Linked DNA regions of Mus musculus: region 1 is linked to region 2. A link is a contact called in public HiChIP or PLAC-seq data. All regions are on one chromosome and are shown on one strand. Each heading gives the region's core, a stretch centred on a gene start, on an enhancer-like site or on the middle of the called end of the contact. The rest is flanking DNA. Distances are from core to core; before and after follow the strand shown.

Region 1 (6,154 bases), core at 2,449-4,948, 240 kb before region 2:
GACATCTTCCTCCATTTGTCTCTTGCTCCAAGCTGGATTCTGTGGGTCATGGGGACATGTCCCTATATCTGGCCTGGCTGGCTTAGGGAAAAGTCTCCCTTAAAAGCCAAAAATCTCTCTTGAGGGAGCAGGGGTCCTTTCAGGCTGGAGTCTCCCAGATGTCCCAGAACATTGCCAGAAGATACCCCACTTACTCTGCCCGTTAAAATATTCCAAAGTGGGTTGTGAAACCTTGGAATGTCACTCTGAGGCAGGGGGCTGCTGGAGCACTGGAGTCCTGCTAAGTGGGAAGAGAATGGCATCAGGACAGGGTCCCCCAAATATGTGACACTCTATCTCCCAACTCCACTGTCTCGACCCTATACCGAGGATGTCTGAGTTTGTGCTGGGTGGCATCCGGGCAGAAGGTCCTATGGAGGAGAGTCCAAAGCTAGCCCATGCAGCTTGCCCAGGCAGGGCCAGCACTCACTCAGTTTCAGGGCAGGGCCTAGCTCAGGGGGGCGGAGCCAGACCAGGGGCAGCAGCACAAAGCAGGCAGTCAGCAGCATGGTCAGCAGGTTGAGCAGCAGCAGGAAGCGAAGGAAAGTGAAGTAGGACTGGATCCCGGTTCCGAAGAGGCCTACGAGAGAAAACAGGGAGAGTCAGCCACGTTGAGAATCCCAGGGCTGTGTGATGTGTGGCAATATGGACCAGCCCAGGGCAAAATTAGGGCTCCGCGCGCCCCCACAGCCCTCCAGAGATCTGTATGTAACCCAGCTAGGTGTGCACAGGAGGAATCCGAGGGGTGTACAAGGATGGAGGGGCTGATGAGGAAGGTGGGAAATATGGGTCGGCATGGGATCCTACCCCCAATCTCGTAGAGAGCTCCCTCCCAGAGACCGAAGCCGCGGGCCAGCCGTTGCTCTGCCTCCCTCAGGTGTTGTCGCGCCACCCGCCTCGGGCGATGCCACCGCTGCCAGAAGGTGGTCTTCACTCCCTCGGGCTCCCGCAGTTCCCTGCAGGACCGTGGTGACAGGGGGGCGCCCTTGAGTAATCCATCTGACAGATGCATCCTCCGGAGGCCCCCCACCCCCACCCCACCCCTGCGCAGCTCGTCCAGAGTAGCCGAGCGGCACCCACCGGATGAAGCGCTTGTCTGCCATGGCGTAAGGCAGCATCCGCACAGGCGTCCGGGAGGCGCATAGCCGCTCCACTTCTTGCTCCCACAGCTCCTCCGAGGCCGCCTGGGATTCAGGCCTTCGTGGGGCTGGTCCTGACTGCACCGACCACTGGCGAAACATCCCAGTGGGCGCGCGGGACAGACAGGCAAGATCCTTGCTCGCAGGAGCTCCACCTTGGCCCTGCCAGTGTCCACAGTGAAAAGAAGCCTGCTGTGGTCGAAGCCGGGGCTGCCCCACTCCACCTCTCAAACAGACCCACTGACCAAGGCCTTAGTCTTCAACTGCCAAGCACGGTGAAAGGCCTCCAGGATATGAGGAGAGAGAAGCCGCGGGCAAAGGCTGTCTGTCCTAAACCTTACCTTACGCTTTAGAAAAACACAATCTTTTCCCATGTGCTGATTGGCTTTTGGGAGGTCACTCCTGTCCCGAACCCCCGACAGCTCCTAGAATTTAGCTTCCTGCAACACCCCAGCTCTGGATGTACTAGGGCTCCGTTCTCTCTGTGTGTGTTTGTTTTGTTTTTTTGAGACAGGGTTTCTCTGTGTAGCCCTGGCTGTCCTAGAATTCACTCTGTAGACCAGGCTGGCCTTGAACTCAGAAATCTGCTTGTCTCTGACTCCCAAGTGCTGGGATTAAAGGCGAGCACCGTCACTGCCCGCCCCATTCTGTGTGTTTTGTCCAGGCTGGGTCTGCTCTGGTCTTCTCAAGGGACCCAGAATAGAAGGCGTGGCTACATCCCCAATCATGAGAAAAGAAAAGACACCCCCCCCCCCAAACCATCCGGAAGGAAGCAATAGCCCTGGCCTTCTTCCCCCTCTCACCGTCCTTATTGTCACAAGGCAAGCAGCTCACAAAGAGGCAAGGGACCAAGCTCCCCGAAGAGCCCCCTCCTAAGACCAGCTCTTGACACACCAGGCAGGGTGGTGAGGGAGTGGGGTGGGGGTCACGTGACAGGAACCCCGGGGGTGGGGGCCCACCGCGTCTCCTCCCCTCCACCCACTCCCGCCTTCCTTCCTCACAGTTTCCTCTGCCTCTGCGTGCACTTCCCGACCTGGAGGGTCACGGGCACAGGTGAGAGGCGCGGGTGGCACCAGGCCGACCTGCTTTTCTGTGCTCCCACTCCTGCAAGCCCCCTTCCTGGCCGCCAGCCCTTAGGCGTGTCCTGGTGCGGGGACCCTTATCTGCGGTCCGCAGTCGCCCCAGAGAGCAGGCTAGTGATGGGTGGATGGTCTCAGCACTGGAGCTGCTGCCTCTCCGGATCCCTGGCGCTTTGTTCTTTGCTTTTTGTTCTATTTCAAGACAGGGTCTCACTGTGTAACTCTGATTGTCTTGGAATTCATCATGTAGAGCAGGCTGGCCTTGAACTCACAGAGACACTTGCCCAAGGCTGGGATTAAAGAAAGGCCTGTGTCACTATGACTGGCTGGCAGGTTATTTTTGAACTGACCGCCTTAAGGGCAGGCACTGCCCTCCCTGTTGCTATGCCCTGGCCAGGCTCTGGCACCAAGCCCAACCTAAGAGCTGAGGAAGCAGCTTCTTCAAGCACGTCACTCGTCATCCACTGACTAGACCTTTAGGAGTCATCTTGGCCAGTTCCCAGTTCTGGGAGCCCTAGCCTTTCCTCCCTGTTCACCTCTTTTAAAACCTTGTTGTCTCAGCTCTGGATTCTGAGTCTCCGCCTGTGTCCCTGCCCACAGGCTCTGTACTCCCAACAAGTTCACACAGGAAGGCGCCCCAGGAAATGGCTTTCAAATTGGGCCAAAGTCGTGCAAAATTCAGAGTAAGAGCAAGGAGTCAACTAGGGGCTGAGGAGGGCTGGGTCTGCAGACCAAGACTTCCGGTGCCAAGGCGCCGCTTGGTAAACCCACCCAGGCACGGAGAGACAGCTGCGAAGAAGCGTCGCCCTCCCCCCTCAGGCTTCATCTCCTTCCGGTATCCCACACGTTTCCTGGGGTCTGTTAACCTTCGTGTGTAGGAGGGGACTTGTTTTTCCCTTCTACTTCTCACGGTCACCGGTCACCCTGTCTGTAACTTGGGGGAAGCGGTTCTATGGAGCATCTTGGTGGCCAGGTTCCTTGCTCCAGCTGGTGACACCTGGAGGCTGGTGACACTTTCTCGGGTTCAATTTCCTCATCTGTGAAATAGAAAGGTCTTTGACTGTCTTGGCACAGCAGGAAGCAGTTTAACCCTAGCTTTAGAAACAGACACCACGCCCAGGGCGGAGCGGGCAGTAACTCGTTTGCTCAGCCTCTGATAAAGAACAGTTAACCAGGCTGGGAGGAGGCGATTACTCAATCCCGCGTGGGAAGGCTAGGGACTGGTAAGTGACCCCGGGACGTGGAAATGCCGTCCCTCTTTAGAAACTCAAGAGGAATATTAGTGACTCCACCTAGGGGTTGTATACATCCAAATAGTGGGTGGGACACGCCTACTTTACTCAGACTTGAGGGTGGAGTGCTGGGGTGGAGTCTGAGGCTGGCTTGCACAGGGCACTGTTTTGGATGGGCGGGTCCTACCGGTAGGCAGGAACGAGTCACGTGACCTTTGGGGCCCGGTGCCACGTGGGCGGGCGGTGAGGCTACCTCCAGCTGCCAGTCTGGAAACCATCAAAACTATGTACCCTTAATTACTGTGTGCTGATTCTCCTGCTGGTGGGGCTGAGACCTCGGTTCCCCGCGGCGGGTGCGCGCACAGGTGAGCCAATCTGGGGAGAATGGGGCTCCTCTACCCAGAGGGGCGCTGGGACCCTGGTGCTGGGGCGCAACTGCGGTGTAGGGGCGGTTGCTATCGCCAGGTAGTTGACAGCTTGGGTGCGGGTTTCTGGAAACTGCCGCTCCCGGCCTCTCCCCATCTGGCTCAGGGTGCAGGATGGTGCGCCCCGGAACAGCGCACACCTGGCTGGTCCCAGGAGGACCTGAAGATCAGGAACCCAGGCAGATCCGGAGCCCCGGCCCGTAGCCTCCGGAGCACCCAGACTACTGAGGAGAAGAGGTGTGGGCCCGCCCGGGGCCTTGAGCCTGAGAAGTACTGTGGCCAGGGAAAGGACCCTGGAACTAAAAGGGCACCACCTCTCCTGGCTGCTTTCCACCCGGGCGGTGCCACCTCCCGCCGGCTCCAGCCTGGCCTCTCCCTGCAGTGCTCCACTGCAGCGCAGGCGGGGGCGTGCCGGGTGCCAGTCCGGGTTGCGTGGGGCTCTTGGCCGTCGGGGGAGCTCCAGAAAACTTCCCTAGGCGAAGGCAGGGAGGACCGGCGGACATGGCGGGGCGGGGGCTTGCCTTCTGGAGGGCGATCTTGCAGGAGTCAAGTGATTGACTGCTCTTTCCGTCGCGCTTTCCCTCAGGGCCCTGGGCCAGGAGAACAATAAGCCCCTAACAACGATCTGGTTGTAACTGTGCCCGGTGACAGAGCTGGACAAAGGGTGCTTGTGTCAGCTCAGCTTCTCTCTCCAGCCTTCAGCTGAGTTGGGAATGTAGGGAGTCAGCCTCCGGAGGACGCGAGGAGTCCAGTGTGTGGACGCTGCCTCCGGTGCTGGGGGCAGGACTTTGCGGCTGCCTGGTCGCACTTCCTGCTGGTGAAAGCACATTGGGGTCATAGGGCGGGCACAGGGAAGTCCTCGGAGCCTTTCAGCCGCTGCTCTAAAAATGATGAAGCTCTAGGGCCCTCGCCTGGGAACAGACCAGAAACGGGTAGTGTTTACAGGCCTCTCCTTTTTCCCCCAGTACTAGCAACATCTAGGAAACCAATGGAGGAGCCGCGGCCTCACCCTTCCTTCCTGTTTTCGTCACTCCCCCACAGCCGGTCATGGTGGGAATGTTTGGGCCCACTTGTTTTAACTGTGAATTTAGCTGTGGATGGGGTACAGGGTGGGGATTCCTGTAATGTGTGTCTGTGCCTAAAGTATGGCCCCCAAGCATTGAAAGCTGGTTTTGTCTCAACAGATGGGCTGTATGGGGTTCCACAGGCTGCGTCCAGTCTCTGAGCTCCCCTAGGTCTGCAGGGTATAGCACAGCCATGGCTCAGTCACTGGCTTTAGCCCTCGATGTCCCGGAGACCACGGGAGACGAAGGGTAAGTGCCCTGGTGCCGGTGGCCTGCAATGTATTTGTGTTACCCCTTGGTGCAAATCATTCTGCAAGTGGGCGGGCCTGAGTTTGGATTCCCACACTCACTCCTCCCTCGTAGCCTGGAGCCCAGCCCCTATGAAGAAAGTGAAGTCCATGACTCCTTCCACCAGCTCATTCAAGAGCAAAGCCTTCGGGTGGCGGAGGAGGGGCTGGAGCTACTGCCCTTGGGTCTAGGTAAGCCCAGGCCTGCCCTCTGACCAGGTGTGGTGGAGGACCTGGGAATATCTGCTGTCGTTTGTTACAAGAGTGGATTGGGTGGGGTGGGCTAGGTAGAACAGCTGAACCACAGCGTCTTTTCATCCCTAGGCAGAGGTGACCAGACCCTCCCAGGACTTGAAGGTGCTCCTGCCCTTAGCTCGGCCACTCTCCGCATCCTGGCCAGCATGCCCAGCCGTACCATTGGTGAGCCGGGTCCTTTGTCCTTGTGCTGGCCTTCACCCCAGCTGGGGTCTGTGAACCCAGAGTCAGTTCTTCTGGGCTCCCAGCTTTCCTGTTGCTGGAGCCTGAAGCTCAGCATAGTCCTGGGTCATTATTGGACTCTAAACATGACCACTTGCTACAGCTGGGGGAGGGAGGGAAGATAGGATAGGCTCTTGGGTTTCTGGTAAAGGGTTTTCCCTCAGTCCTGGTGCTGAGAACTTTTCAGAAGGGCATGAGGCTAGTCCCCTTCCTCCTCTCTAATACCCTGCCACCGGATTTCCAAGGTCGCAGCCGTGGGGCCATCATCTCCCAATACTACAACCGCACAGTGAGGCTTCGGCGCAGGAGCAGCCGGCCCTTGCTGGGCAATGTGGTGCCCTCTGCCCGGCCCAGCCTTCGCCTGTATGACCTGGAGCTGGACTCCACAATCTTGGAGGAGGATGGTGAGTTG
Region 2 (6,045 bases), core at 2,092-4,591:
GGAGGTCAAAGACAATTTTCGGGAGTCGATTTTCTCCTCCCACTACGTGGGTCACACAGATGAGACTCAGGTTGTCAGGCTTGGCTGCAAGTGCCTTTTATCCATGTTGCCGGCCCACTAAGGACTTTCTAATTCCAGGGTCTTCTGCGGCTGGGCTACAAGGGCCTGATAGTTTCCTGGGCTACAAGGACCTCCAGTTTCCTGCTTGTGGATGGTGTTTGCGTTGGGTGGGGGATTGGGTGCTGCCTACGAAGCTGCCTTGGTTTCAGAGGCAGCAGTTAAAAGAATCCACAGATGCTGCCCTTCTGGTACAAGGTGGGTTAGAGAGCCCTCAAGCCCTATCTAGGTCGCAGCTCAAGGGCATCTCTTTTTTTTTTTTTTTGGTTTTTTTTTTTTTTTTGGTTTTTTCAAGACAGAGTTTCTCTGTATAGCCCTGGCTGTCCTGGAATTCACTTTGTAGACCAGGCTGGCCTTGAACTCAGAGATCCACCTGCCTCTGCCTCCCGAGTGATGGGATTAAAGGCATGCACCACCACGCCCGGCTTCAAGGGCATCTCTTATCTCCTGTTTCCAGAAGACCCTCAGAGATAAACATGTGACTCAGTTGGAAGGATGATTGTGTCACCCCCACAAAGCCCAGCACTCAGAGGAGGTCAAAGCAGGAGGATGGATCATCAGTCAGAGGTCATCTTCAGCTACATAAGAGGTTGAGGACAGCCTGGGCTACTTAAAAAAAAAAAAGGCGGAGACTGGAGAGTTCAGTGGTCTTGACTCACGCCATCTGTAACTACAGTTCTAGGGGATCCAATAGCCTTTCCTAGTCTCTGAGAGCAACAGGCACACACATGGTACATAGGCACATGTACACATAAAACAGCTATGTACATACAATATAAGCAGAAGGCAGCTTAACACCCACTTTGGCATTGGCCTAAGCATCCTTGTATAGATGGGAGGTTTATGGTTGTAGTGGCTTTAAGAATATGCAAGAACTGACAGAACTCAGTTCCCTTCCTGGGCTCTGGTCACCTGCTGTGACCATCTCTCAGGGCTTTCTCCAGCCATAGGACCCTTCCAGGATCCCCAGTGCATTGAATGTCTAGAATTGGAGGAGAGGGTGACCCAGGGGCTCTGTCTGTGGAAGTCTGGTCCTCACGGTCTCAGCCGGGATGGATGCCCGGCTAGTGACAGTGGTGAATTGCCCCTCCCCACTCTCACTCACAGACCATATGGACCCGCTTGTCAGGCTGGGACACCCACAAATGGTCACATGCTTCATCTTGATTGACAGTTACCTTCCCCCTAGAAATTCAGGAACAGCCTGGCTACAGTTATGTCTTGTTCAGTAAAATGAGGGAATAAAAAAGGGAGTGATTACTTTATGGATATGGTCTCTGGCAGTTGTCTTCGGAGGGACTCTGTATTCCCACAGCTCCTACGTTTTATTATTTTATTAAGAGTTAACTCTCGGTTATCCACGTGTGAGCCTGAGAGATGATCTTATTCCCACAGCTGTTTAATATTATTATTTTATTAGTAGCAGTTTGGCTTCCCCCAACCAGGGCTCCATAGAGGGCCTGAAAAAGAGTCCGACTATTCACATGTGTCTTCACTGGCCTTCTTGAATTATGGCGGTAAACATTTATAATCCCAATGTTGATTCTCTCTTCTAGGGCCGGGGTGGGAGCTATACTTTTTAATTGTGCTAAAACATACGTGACATAGAGTTCCCTGCTTTTTTAAATTTTCAGTTCTCATGTTTATTTACTTTCTTGTGAGCATGCATATACATGTGTGTGTGTGTGTGTGTGTGTGTTTATGAGAGAGAGAGAGCGAGCACATGTACCATGGAGATAAGACAGACACACATTTTAGGAGTTGGTTGGTTCTCTCTTCCTACCACATAGATCCTGGGGCTTGAACTCAGGTCCACAGGCTTGGCCGCAAGCTCCTTTACCTGTGGAGCCATCTCTCCAGCCCCATCCTTTTCTATTCTATCTTTGCTCAGCTGCTGTGTCTCACATTCCCACCTGCAGCACTCTCTTGAATCCTCTTCCCTCGCCCATACCAGTCCTTGTCAGCCTCGGTTCTGGCTCAGAAGGCTGTGGCAAGAGTGGCCCTTTCAAAGTTGATCTTTAACCCTTTACCTTTTATTAGTTGTATTTCTGTTTGGAAACAAGGTCTCCTTCAGCCCAGGCTAGCCTCATCACGTAGCTGAGGATGGCCTTGAACTTCCGATTCTCCTACCTTACCTCTAGGATTATAGATATGCACCACCACGGGCATCGAGACTTTTGCCTAGGTTTTGATCCAGGGTGCTGCCAAGAGGATGCTGCCAGTCATGCGGCACTGGACAGAGACAGGAAAAAGGGGTGGCTAGCAGAAGGACCTGTGTGTGTGTGTGTGTGTGTGTGTGTGTATATCCCCTCTATCCTTTGAATGAAGAGCTCTGGGGGAGCTCTCAGGGGCAGGATTGCTTGACAGAGACACAGGAGACAACATTGAAACGGTGATTTAGGCAGTCTTTGGGCATAGGGGATGCATTGGCGCTCCAAGCCCCATCTACTGTCAGCCACAGGCCTTTGCAGAGAATCCTGATTGAGCTTAGCTATGCAAAATGCATTTTTTTCTGAGGCCAAGTTGCAGACAAGCCGGCATCTCCTTCGGGTGTCCCCGTTTGGATGGGGGAGCAGGGAGGATTTTGTGGGCACAGCAATGCTGGTCTGGAAGCGGGAAATAGCTTTAGATTATCTACAAAGTGCTTCTTCCACCGTGGATAATGGAGAGGTAGCCACGCTTATTTAGAGCTACCCTCTTAGGGACAATCACTGGAAGGGGAGGGGTGGGGAGAAGGGTAGGGATGGAAATGGTGTATTACTGAGCCAGACTCAGACCGAGGAGGGGCTCAGTGGGGTCCTTAGCAGCTCCTTCTAGACATGGAGGCTGGAAGGGATCACCCCATCAGCATCAGACTCCACCCCATCAGCATCAGACTCCACCCCATCAGCATCAGACTCCACCCCATCAGCATCAGACTCCACCCCATCAGCATCAGACTCCACCTCTTTTGGTCTGCAGGAAGCCCCAGGACTCAGATCACTATTGGCCAAGACAGCATTAGCCCAAGGGCAGCCAACAATGCTTCTCTTTCTACCCCACTTTCAGCCTCATCCTTGTGAGGTGGATGAACTAGATATCCGTCATCCTCCTCCACAGACCCCAGGGCCCACCTCTGATCCAGGGTCCTGGATCAGAACTGGTTGGCCGTGCTCTCTCAGACTCTCTCAGGAAAAGTGTTCAGGGCAGGGATTGTGCTGGAGACTAGGAAACTGCTGGAAGGGCAAGGCAGAGTGCAGAGCTGGTCAGAGCTGGTGGGGATGAATCATGCTGGCTACAGGCACAAGTGCATGGAAAGTACCTGGAATTGTGCCTGCTTATGATGCTCCATCCCAGAGGCTCCTCCTCCTCCTCCTCCCCTCTTCCCCTTCCTCCCTCCCTGTCCCCTCCCCCTCCCCTCTCCGCTCCTTCCCCCTTTCCCTCTCCCTGGTCCCTCCCCTTCCTCTCCCCTCTCTTTGTCCCCTCTCCCTCCTTCTTTCCCTCTCCTTGCCCCCTCCTCTTCCCCTCCCCTCCCCCTTCCTTCCCCCTTCCTTCCCCTGGCCCTCTTCCTCCCCACTTCCTTCTTTATGATGCAGGGTCTCTAACCTAAAATTTACTCTGTAACCAAAGAGGACTTAGAACTTCTGATCCTTCTATTTGCCCCTCCTGGGTTCTGGGATTATAGGGATGAGCTACCAGGATGCTGGGGATTGAGCCCAGGGTCTCACACATAGTAGGCCAGCACTCTGGCTCCCCTGGCTCACTCAGGACAGGTTGTGGTTATTGAGAGCTAAGACCCTCTGGGTCTTCTGGGATGTCCAAGGCCACACACGAGGCCCTGGTGTCTCCAGGTTGGGGGCAGTCTTCTCTCGCTGGTCTGCACACTGGGGTTGAATCAGTCTTCCCTCCTTCCCCAAGCTGCTCAGAAGCCCTCTTCACAGCTGCCACCCACTTCATCATAGACACCCATCAATGAGCCAGCCAAGCCCATAAATTATTGTACAAACCACTCCAAACAATAACCACAATTTTACTTACTGAGCCATTAAATATACGTACTTAAATTAGACTTAACCAGACATCACGTGGGGACGTCTTGGGGCCAGGCAAACAATGAGTCTTGGGGGGAACGTGTCACCTTGTGTTTGCCCACCTCTCCCGTGAAATTAATGAGGTGCTTCAATTTAATCATTATTACCACTCTGGCTTTATTTAGCCAGTTAGCTGGGGTTGACCTGCCGTCTCAGTCAGCAGTGGCTTCCCTTTGCTGCCCTGGGCTGTCCTGACAGCCAGCTAGAGGTCAGTGGGAACTTGGATACTGAAGGGCTGCCCTGGTCCAGAGATGTGTTAATCTCATTGACAGAAGCTCTGTCTCCAGGATCCACAGAGACCCAGCTGTGGCTATTGAAGCTACCACGTGGAGGACAGAGTGCTGGCTCTTCCCAGATCCCCATGTCTGATGTGTCAATGAGCACATCTCACACACTCTTTCAGTGTCCTCCTAGTTCAGGCTGCCAACTGTCCCTTTGGTGTTAGCCATTTTACACCCTGTCTCTCTGTCTGCCAGATCAATTTGTAGAGAAGTTAAGTGTGGCTCATTCCCTATTCAGAGTCCTGTAGCTCCCACTGCTTATGGAGAACAAGCAGAGTGTGGTGGCCAGGGTGCCTCCTGCCTTCCTTAACCCCATCTCTCCAGCCTGTCTCGAACTTTACCAAGCACCAGCCACAGTGAGCCCTCCCACCCTCCACCCACCTCGGAGCCACACAGGTCTGGCATGTCCTCCCCTGTTCCATGTGCTTAGCTTTAAAACCCTTTAACACAGTGGCACCCACTTCCCACCTCTTCCAAGCACAGGGTGTCGGCCCAGTTCCTGCCTCCATCTGAAAACGCCTTCCTAAGCCTCCACACTGGGCACAATGCCTGAAGACAGCCCGGGCTGCCTCGTATCCCTCACGGAGGTATCTGCAGTGGGCAGTGTGCCCATGTGTCAAAGCACCCAGCACAGAGCCTGCCAAGCAGGAACAGACAGAGACATTCAGTGCCTGGGAGTGGCAGCGACCGACCGACCGGAAGCAGTGATCCTCAACCCTCTGCATCCATCTCAGCCTGGAGTCCCTCTCACTTTCAAGTGTTTGTGAGATAGATCCAGGCTGGCTGGGTTGGAGAAATCCATTATGTGGCCAGAGTGGAACCAATGCTTCCACTCTGTTTGTAGACAGGAAGGGACATTTGGTTATTGTTGCACATGGCTCAGAGGTCACCCAGTATGTACCAAGAAACTCCTGGGATCCAGAGTAGACCGTCCTTGGTGGCAATTCTAAGATGTAGCCTGGGACAAATCTGTGTATCCAAATGCTGGAGAGGGAGGGGAGAGGAGGGGAGAGGAGGGGAGAGGAGGGGAGAGGAGGGGAGAGGAGGGGAGCACCCCCAGGCTCACCAGGCTCAGTGGGTACTGCTGCCTATCTGTTGTGGGGAGTGCCCACTGCCAACTCCCTGCTAAGGCCACTAATAATCTTGAAAAAGGTGATGTGGAGGTGCCCTTGCTGCTTGTCTGTCCGTCTGTCTGCCTGTCAGTTGGTCAGACTGTCTCTAAGAACATGGCTAAGTGTCAAGAAATACAATGGAGGAGGTGTGTGCGCATGTCACAGCCTGTCCTTGTCTGAGAGTCAGGCCTGGAGAACACAAACAGTCACCAAAGGTTGCTAGCATGCCAGAGCTTCTGTGAACCGTGTCCTTATCCCCACGAGGTTGGGGGCACTCTGTCTGCTAGGGCACCAGTGGGCTTTTTCTGTGCTCCATGCAGCTCCCCCACACACAGGGCAGGCATCTGCATGAGGTGCAGCCTGGTCCACAGAGCAGGAAGTGCACGGTCAGCTGCCCATCTCCCAGCCTCAAATGGAATAAAAGAAGAGATGGGGTTAAGTGTAATCCCACTTTAAATTTTACTC

Evidence for each region. HiChIP or PLAC-seq counts read pairs in DNA pulled down with a chosen protein or histone mark.
Region 1: a FOXA1 HiChIP or PLAC-seq map of pancreatic cancer cells shows a contact between it and region 2. The contact joins the promoter of Tmc6 here to the enhancer-like site in region 2. A contact is called at or near these places in 5 of 484 Hi-C or Micro-C datasets (the N1E-115 cell line, cerebellum and embryonic stem cells), 2 of 115 datasets of contacts at active chromatin or transcription factors (embryonic stem cells and pancreatic cancer cells) and 1 of 9 other capture datasets (adipose tissue).

What each region holds. Positions count from the first base shown.
Region 1 is chr11:117,778,236-117,784,389 of GRCm38.p6, reverse strand. Tmc6 (transmembrane channel-like gene family 6) reads left to right here and starts at 3,698. Exons shown (of 20, transcript NM_145439.3): 1 at 3,698-3,854; 2 at 5,099-5,227; 3 at 5,342-5,457; 4 at 5,590-5,685; 5 at 5,988-6,146. The coding sequence starts at 5,172. It overlaps Tmc8 (transmembrane channel-like gene family 8), which reads right to left and starts at 2,093. Exons shown (of 16, transcript NM_181856.2): 1 at 1,982-2,093; 2 at 1,120-1,340; 3 at 847-995; 4 at 470-619; 5 at 195-277. The coding sequence starts at 1,280. It overlaps Gm11723 (a long non-coding RNA gene), which reads left to right. Exons shown (of 3, transcript XR_003949820.1): 3 at 917-1,735.
Region 2 is chr11:117,534,112-117,540,156 of GRCm38.p6, reverse strand. Gm11734 (predicted gene 11734) reads right to left here. Exons shown (of 7, transcript NR_167774.1): 7 at 6,038-6,045. Among named protein-coding and RNA genes, the nearest start is that of Gm11734, 14 kb to the right of the region's middle. Within about 2 kb of position 3,341, at least 109 of the 459 cell types and tissues checked have an H3K27ac peak or open chromatin away from gene starts, as enhancers often do. A contact at or near this core is called in the N1E-115 cell line, adipose tissue and pancreatic cancer cells, where this site is marked.